Linked DNA regions of Mus musculus: region 1 is linked to region 2. The links are chromatin contacts, called in public Hi-C maps. All regions are on one chromosome and are shown on one strand. The core of a region is the stretch at or near the end of the contact, and the rest is flanking DNA. Distances in the headings are between cores, read along the strand shown.

The links. Hi-C and Micro-C count contacts between places; a contact is called where the count stands out from the background.
Region 1: a contact with region 2 is called in a Hi-C map of the C2C12 cell line, with 1.8 times the contacts expected there. The contact joins two enhancer-like sites. A contact is called at or near these places in 1 of 15 datasets of contacts at CTCF or cohesin (the NIH/3T3 cell line) and 5 of 484 Hi-C or Micro-C datasets (the C2C12 cell line, embryonic fibroblasts, granulocyte-monocyte progenitors and 2 more).

The regions. Positions count from the first base shown.
Region 1 is chr17:79,561,557-79,565,746 of GRCm38.p6, reverse strand. No RefSeq gene overlaps it. Among named protein-coding and RNA genes, the nearest start is that of Rmdn2, 52 kb to the left of the region's middle. Within about 2 kb of position 2,301, at least 22 of the 459 cell types and tissues checked have an H3K27ac peak or open chromatin away from gene starts, as enhancers often do. A contact at or near this core is called in the C2C12 cell line and embryonic fibroblasts, where this site is marked.
Region 2 is chr17:79,420,106-79,424,488 of GRCm38.p6, reverse strand. No RefSeq gene overlaps it. Among named protein-coding and RNA genes, the nearest start is that of Gm32954, 29 kb to the left of the region's middle. Within about 2 kb of position 2,663, at least 18 of the 459 cell types and tissues checked have an H3K27ac peak or open chromatin away from gene starts, as enhancers often do. A contact at or near this core is called in the C2C12 cell line and embryonic fibroblasts, where this site is marked.

The DNA.
Region 1 (4,190 bases), core at 1,052-3,551, 140 kb before region 2:
CAGAGAAAAGAAGGCAGGCAGAGTGTGTGGCCACCTTGCTCTCTGCCCTGTGTAGCCCTGTACGAAGCCAGGGCTCTCTTTCTCTCCTCAATCGGACAATGTCAGAGGTGGGCAGAGACATGCGAAGCTCTGTCCCTTTGTTTACACCATATAAGAACATTCTTGAAGTTCCGGGGGGGGGGGGGTCATTGTGAAACCATGCTTTCTTTCTGTGGCTCCTGGTACTCAACAGCTTGTGGGTTTACTTTGTAGCCTCTTGATGGATCTTTATCAGAATCTCTTCATTTTCTGGCCACCCTCCAACCCCACCCCCAGTTCTTATATGAGGCTACTGAGTCTCTGCCTCTTCTTTTCATATCAGAGTTTATTCTTATTAAACCCAAAGCTAAACCCTTGGTCTTATATTCTCCACTGACCAACCTGCCTTTCTCTCATTGCACTAAGAGACTCACCCCAATCGAAACAGTGACAAGTGCAATTTCCAAAGTGCACAGCCTCAGGAGACCCTCGTGGGGGTGAACACACTCAGCTGGATTGGGTCCTTGGGTGAAAGTGAAGAAACACCCTGACAGGATAAGCAGAAGGCCTTAATCTTGGATGTGCACAACTCAAGGAAAAGGGCCGAAGGTTCAGCAGTGCAGAATCAAGAAGAAAGCATGGTTGTACCAATTCAGGGCAAGAAGAGAGAAGAAGGGAGAAAGATGTCATTTGTATGTCGTTAACTGATTGTAATCTTCCTGTCTTCTTGTCCACTGCCTAGCTCCTCCCTCGGGTAGAAGCAACATGAGGTCAGGGCCTTTGTTTGTTTGTTTGTTTGTTTGTTTTCTCCCTAATTTCCTGGACTCCAGAACAGCAGCTACACAGAGGTAGCTCCGGATAAATATTTGCTGAATGAGTGTCAGACACTGCTGAAAGTACCAGCAATTGCAAAGATTAAGCATCCCAGATGTTAGCTATTTATCCTTGATGGAAATAGATATGTTTGGCTCCTCTTCTGGCTATTCTCACCCTCTCCTGACCTTTGTAGGATCTGGATGATATGCTTTCACAGTACGGAGCTAACAGGAAGAGCAGGGCCAGGTGCTCTGTTGCCAGAGAAGGGATGGCAACAGTGACAAACGAGAATGGAGGTTTCAGGAAGGGGACACATGGTACTCACAGATAATGGTTCACATCATGATCAAAGGAGATCTCAGAGAGGCTGATAGTACCATTATCTATGGCCAGCTTCCCTGAGGAGAAAGGGGAGAGTCCCAGGAGGATTTTTAGAACTACTCTATGCCTTCAGACTCTGAGACACCAAAGGAGACCCGTGTCCAGGTCAGAGAGAAGAGCTTAGTAGTTAGAGATCTGGGCACAAAAATCACAAAAGTCTTTGTTGTGTATCCTTAGCATTCCCAAGCCTTCTCTTGTTTCCAAGTCTAGTGGCTGCCTTTGAAATGGCACTTCCAGGGACTGAAGGTCCAGAGAGAGGGTGGGAGTGAGGTAGAACAGAGAAGGTATGAAAACACGCCAGGACGGATGGGTGGAGGTAGAAGATGACATTTCTGCACTTCCAAGGGAGGTGCTGAGCTGTCTTGTAACTCCTCCCTGGGCTCTGCTGCAAGCATTCAGTAATTCAACCTATTGCCTGTTTCTAACAGAATTCTTTGTGGGGGTGGTGGCAGTCGTGGAAATGGTTGGTTTCGCTGGAATTCCATAGCTCTCTGGATGAGCTATGTGTAGAAAAGCATGTACTAAGAGTTTAGGGCCAGTTGTGCTGGCCTTAATTGTCCTATGGCATGCATTGGGGTCACAAAGGTTAATGCTATGATAGGACACAGGCCTGCCAGCCAGCTGGGGCTGCCACTTACTTTCCATGCTCTTGTTAAGCCCCTCCCTCACTGTCAAGGCAAAACACCATGGAAAACAAACTTTAGAGCCCCTGTCCACTCCCCTCCCATCTCAGCTTTTAACCCCTAGTTCTTAGCCACAAGGGTTCCTGGGTCCAGCTGATCTCTACAGGGCTGGAGAGCTTCCATTACAGAATCTTAGGAAAGTGCATATTACACACTGTAGTATGTTGGTGGGCATGGGGAGGGGATGCAAGCTTTTGTCTTCTGATGAGAAAAACTGGACAACGAAGCAACTGGCTCAGTGGGCTGCAGAGGGGGAAGGGACAGAAAGAGTGGAGACTCAGGACCAAAACTAAGTCGCTTTGGAGAAGGACTTAAGCTGAATTCCATGTGAATGAGATGCTGTGCATAGTCTATTTTTAGATCCTGGAGCATTTCTAAGAGGTAGAGCGAGATGGTTTGGCTGTGTTAAAAGACAAGTAATTACAGTCATTTATGGGCTCTGCTGCTTAGCATCCTCGGCTGATCATCCTCCAGGCTGGATTGCCCCTCTCGTGATTATCTGCCACCATTTCTTTTGTTGTCAGTTTTATTTGATTGCAACACCTGCTCATAAAGATTCTCCTTCTCCTTATGCAGCTTAGTGAGCAACTCAGAACAAAAGGAAAGCAGTTTAGGGATGGTTAGGGGTGCTGTCTGAGAAGAAAGAGAAGCAAACGCCTGCGTGTGCTGTAGAGTTATTTTTTAGTATTTGGGGTGAATACTGATTGGATAAAGCCATTAAAATGCTAAGAATTTTGTTGTTTTTGCAGCTTCCTGTATTCCGCTTTCCTATCATTACTACCATCTTATGTATGTATGTATGTATGTATGTATGTATGTGTGTATGTGTGTGTGTGTATACACATGCATACAAGCATGTATACACACACACACACACACACACACACACATACACACACACACACACACATAGTTCTTTGGTCCATGATAGCTTTAAAAGTTTAAAAAGTGCAACTTTTAAGGTACAAACTCATCTGTTGTTTTACCCATGGTTCTTTGGACATGACAAACGTTGTTTTCCCTTCTAAAAATATATCTGAAAGTTAAAATGCTGCTGGGGTCACTCAAGAAACCTGTGTCATATCAAGCACTGATCAGAACAAAAGGTTGTAGTATGTCAAAGTTAAATGGCCTTGTTTTTGTAGCTTGAAAAATGTATGTTGGGCTGGAGAGATGGCTCAGCACCTAAGAGCACTATCTGCTCTTCCAGAGACCCCTAGTTCAATTCTCAGCAACCACATGGTGGCTCATTACCATCTGTAATGAGATCTGATGCCCTTTTCTGGTGTGTCAGAATATAGCAACCGTATACTCATACATATAATAAATCAGAAAGAAAGAAAGAAAGAAAGAAAGAAAGAAAGAAAGAAAGAAAGAAAGAAAGAAAGAAAGAAAGAAAGAAAGAAAGAAAGAAAAGAAGTAAAGAAAATGTGTGTTTACTGCACTGGAGCCATGCTTTGAAAAGTAGTGTTTCATAGGTACATGTAGACATGTTGTTCTTTGAATAATTTGGAGAAAAGTAGGCCAATGTGGCCCTGATCCTTTCCCCAGAGCACCCTGCCACTATCTTTGTGCAAGGGTGACAACCTGGAGCCATGAGTCAAGGCTTCTCTGGCAACAGTAAGAATTTAGACAGAACTGCATATAGAAAAGGGGGAAGTGGAGTTGAATAGCTTAGTTCCTATATAATTTCATTAATGTCCAGCCAGCCAACACTTGGAATTGTCATATGGATCAGCACAGAACTGTTGATCAGATGAATGTATTACTGAAAACAAAAAACATACCAAGTCCTCTGACGTGGCAGCAAGCAGGAGATAAAAATCAGATTCTGGTCAGAATGTGGACAAGTTATACTGATCACCACCCAACCAAACCAAGACAAAAACAAAGACAAAAAAAATCCAGGAATCAGGAAATAAAATAAACCTAGGTAAGTGTAAGGCATGGGGCCTGTTCATCCCTGAGGAAGAAGTTAGATGTTGCTTTTCTAGCTTCCCTCGCAGCTATTTTCATGTGATCTAGACTCCCTGACTACAGTCAACCACACAAGGCTGGGATTTGGAAACTATGGAAATGAAGACACGTGCTTGTGCTGCAGCTACTCTGGGTACTGTGACATCCAGCAATTCAGGAACAGGCAGGGAGTATCCTGATCTTGGAGTTGGAGAGATTAATTGAAGTACCATGGGAAGTAGAACATTGACTTCCCAAAGAGATCCATGTCCAAGTTTCCCCAGTACCAGAATATGTACTTCAAATAGACAAAGGTGAGGATTTGGGGGTTGAGAG
Region 2 (4,383 bases), core at 1,414-3,913:
TCAGCTTAAAATGATGTTTTGCTGGGGCAGACAGGTGAAAGAATGTTTTGCTAGAGCAGACATGTGAAAGAATATTTCGCTGAAGCAGATACAGGTGAAAGGATATTTTGCTACAGCAAACATGTGAAAGGACACAGGATGTTTACAAAGAATATAAATATGACCCCACAGACAGTGGGAGTTCGAGCATTGGTTTGCTTTGCTCCACCTCACTATGGACACATGATGACACACATGCATCGGTTTGCCTTACACTGTAGGGCTAAGCTTCAATTGTGGTGATTTCATAGAGAGAAACTTGCCAAAGAACTTCGTGTGAGGTTCCTGCAGCGTCTTGTCAATTCCACTGACTTGAGCCACTTGGCGAGCTTCACAGTTTCTTCAGGGTTGAACTTCCCCTGCTGATTTGTGTGATATCTGCTGAGAGAACGGGACTACAGCTGCTGATTCGTGTTTGGTGTTTGCTAGTGGTCTGGACTGCAAATAACAATGAAGATTGGAATCACCCCAAAAAACTATTTTTAAACAGGTCCATGAACCCCATATCCTAATAAACTTTCTTTTCCTCTGCCTCTGGTGAGTCATGAGCTAGATTAAAGTAGGTTGTGAAAAATATGGAGGGCATAGTGGAGAGAGTGAATTTAGGTTACTCACCCAGCTACTAAATTAGAGAGCCAAGATTCCAAATCCATTCTGACTCCGGTGCTCCCAGGTAACATTATCAAATGTTGTTTCTCATAAGATAGAAATGGAAGGACTGCAAAAGATGGCTCAGTCATCCATGAAAGCATAAACTGGGATGTTCAGAACTTATATATAAAGTATGATGGTATATGCCTCTAATACCAGAGGAAGCTAGTCTTGCTGAATCACTGACCTTGGATTCAGTGAGTGATGCTGTCTCAAAACTAAAGAGTAGAGAAGTAAAAGATTGTGCTTATAGCCAGCCTGTGACATCCACAGTCAAGAATGCACACACACACACACACACATACACATACATGTATGTCACAACACACATACATGTAAACTAAAATACAAAGAGATTTTGATACTTGGTCCTTATTTGCTTTCTTCAAGAAAAGTTTCCTAATTTACTAACACTCAATAGAACTGGGACCTCCCCCTCCCCCAGTATTATCCCTCATTATTTTGAAACCTTAAATCTGCCCTCTATCCTCTTTGAAACAGATTCTATATTTGGAGGGAAAAGAACGGAAAGGACTTTTTGATTTCTCAAATATAAAACACATGCTCTTATTTTACTTGGAGAGAAGGCAAGCTCTCATAAACTCAGATATAGATGACATGGTCCATCTTACTGACTTCTGTTCTGTAATATAAATGGAATGCATGCTTAGAATGACTATAGCCTTATAGAAGTAGAGAAAACGTTATATCCCTTACTATGGACAGGAGCCACTTAGCTCAGACAGTTATTTGAGACCAGCCTTTGGAGGACTGAGCTCACACTTTTTCATGGCAGGTATTTCCTTTTTAGGAAGTTGACAATACTGTGGGACACTTTTTGCTAAGAAGAGAACAGGAGACCAATTCTCTGAAGGAGGATGACTAGAGTTCCTTCAGGGAAAGAGCTGTATGTCAGATGACAGAGCAGGGAGCTAAGGTGGGTGCACAAAATTCAGAAGTTGAGGTTTGGCCCTTGAGCCACAGTACCACCTTTGTGCTATGAACTATGCCTTTTTTCATTTTCACAGAACTCCCTGTATGTCTTCAATTAAACTTCTAGACCTGTCCAACTATGATTTGGACATTTGGAAAACAGGCCAGCGCTCACACTAGAAGACAGACATGGACATCAGGACTCTGGAAAACCATGTGGCTGGGATGAAGGCTGGGACAATGATGTAGATATGTCACTAAAATCTGGAAGTGCGCAATAAAAGGAAGGAGCAAGAGAGAGAAAGAAGGTAGGGAGAGAGAGAGAAGCTGGGACTTTGGTAGCTTGAAATATAAAGAGAATTTAATCACAGGCTAAAGAAGTTTAAAATAAATCTTAAAAGAAATTGTGAACAGTTTCAAAGAACTAAGCCACTATATAGTAGAAGCTGCCATGTTTTGTTTGCTAATGGAAATGTCTTGAATATTAAAAAGAAAAATACAAATTTTTATGTAGAAAACTCTGATGGATTTGTGTGTTCTATCTTATAAAATAGCACTAAAATGCATAAAAAGATAAATCTAAATAAAAATTCCCTTGTTCTTATACTTACATACCAATACTACTTACTCCTAGCCATTTCCAAGTCAGTAAGTATAAAATGATAAGGGTACTTTAACAATAGCACCTTAGTATTACCAAAGCTTGATAAAACTAGACGTTCAAAATGAAGGGTAGGAGTAGAAACAAAGATTCACTACCAGCTCCACATTTAAATTTATTTCATAATTTTCACTTGAAGGAGCTGTGGCACATACACACACGTACCATGTAAACAACTGCAAAATCCCAAGGCGTTGCCTTCTAGTTCTGAAGAAGCAGGCTTCAAGTTAAAAAAAGAAAAAAATCCTCTAGTATGCAAACCTCAAATACCAATTTCGATGATCTATGTGCTTGATATCCACATAAAACCGCCTTTTACATTCTCGAGATGAGGGTACACTTGTGGAATTTCCAAAACCTGCATTCCACGAGAATGGAATACAGCGTCCAATGGTGTGAATCAGAAACAGAGCATTTTCCATTGTGCATTTCCTCCCCACTTACTGCAGGCTGGCACTAACAAAGAAGCAGTCTGGGATGCAAATAACTGCTGCCTCCGTGTGTAAATGTGACTGCTCTCCTCCAGGTCAGCACCAGTGTAGCCTCAGCAAGTCATCTTGGTTTGCTGAACTCTTCCTCTGCCTTCCTTTCATTCACTACAAAATAACCCACTGGGATGCTTCCACTAAACACCTTACCCTGTTGTTTTTCCTCTATGGATGTGAATAAAATCACAGACCAGTAAACAGGGGCACTAAAATTAGGTGCCACTATTCCTTGTGATGGGCTCATCCATATAACTAAATACAAGTTTGATATCTGTAAAAGATTATCATCAGGATGATAATTTCCCAAATACATTCCTGAACACAGAGTGCCGAGATCCTCAAGGCCACATCACTGAGACAAGCTAGAGAATCAGAGTGGCCTTGAGGCTCCTGGGTCTGTACCCTCTGGGTATAAAAAACAGAGTAGTAAGGACCATTGCACTTATGAATTCACAGCCACTGGGACTGTACAAACAAGAATTATACAAGAGCAAGCCAGCCAAAATCCCAGGCTAGAGGGAAAGGGACCCTAAGGGTCTACCTCCACCTGAGGAACTCCTGGCATTTGAGAATTACTGGGGAAGAGAAAGGATAAGGGCTCTAAGACACTTCCTATGCCCCACTAGATGTTCCACACCCATGCATAAACAGGGAGCTTCAAGTGTCCATTAAGAAAAGGAGAGCTAGGTGTAGGAGTACATGCCTTTAATCCCGGAACTCAGGAGGCAGAGGCAGACAGATCTCTATGACTTCAAGGCTAGCCTGGTCTACATAGAGACCTTGTCTCAAAGAGAAAGAGAGAACATGGCATTGGGAGGGAAAGTGTTGGTAAGGGATGGATTGGAGAGAAGGGACTAGGCAATGGGTCTGATCCAGGCGCATTATATGCATGTATGAATATTAAATAAAATACCTAAATTAAAATAAAAAATAAACACTTCAAAGGAAAGGAAAAAACTAAAGGAATATCTGAACCACCCATCTACCCCTCATTTCCAATCACATCGACTTCCTCCATTTACTGTTTTCTGTCTTAGCTACAATTCTCTGGCTGTCGATGAAAAGCTTGAGGGAATCTATTGGAGTTTCCTTGTTGATAGTAGGATTCTTTGAGTCCCTTGAGACACATTGTCTGTTTCACTTTGAAGGAGCTCTCCTTGCTATCCTATGCAGCGACTCTGAGTTGAGGGTATTCTCCTTCTCACTTGTCCCCTAAGTCCTTGCCATCCTATCAGGTGTTTGACACTGGCTTCATCCAGGGTTCTCTGCCTCACAGCAACCTGGGTTAGGTAGAGACTTGTTCTTACAGTTTTCATTCATATCAAATCTCCAAGGCCTGACAGAAGAGAGGAAACTACTGTCAGCTTCAGTGTTGGTACAAGGCCAACACAATGGATCTGAATGAATTTGTAACCTTGCAACTGCAAAATAAAACAAACCCAGGCTTTCAAGGCTTGATATCCAACTTAATGTGGCAGTGGTGGCTCAATTCTTACCTTCTTGGCTTGGGTGAATAAAACTACACGATCAGTAGCTGTCTTTTATGTTAATTTGTTCTTCTTTTGCTGTGATAAACACCATGACCAAGAGCAACTTCGGGAGGAAAGGGTT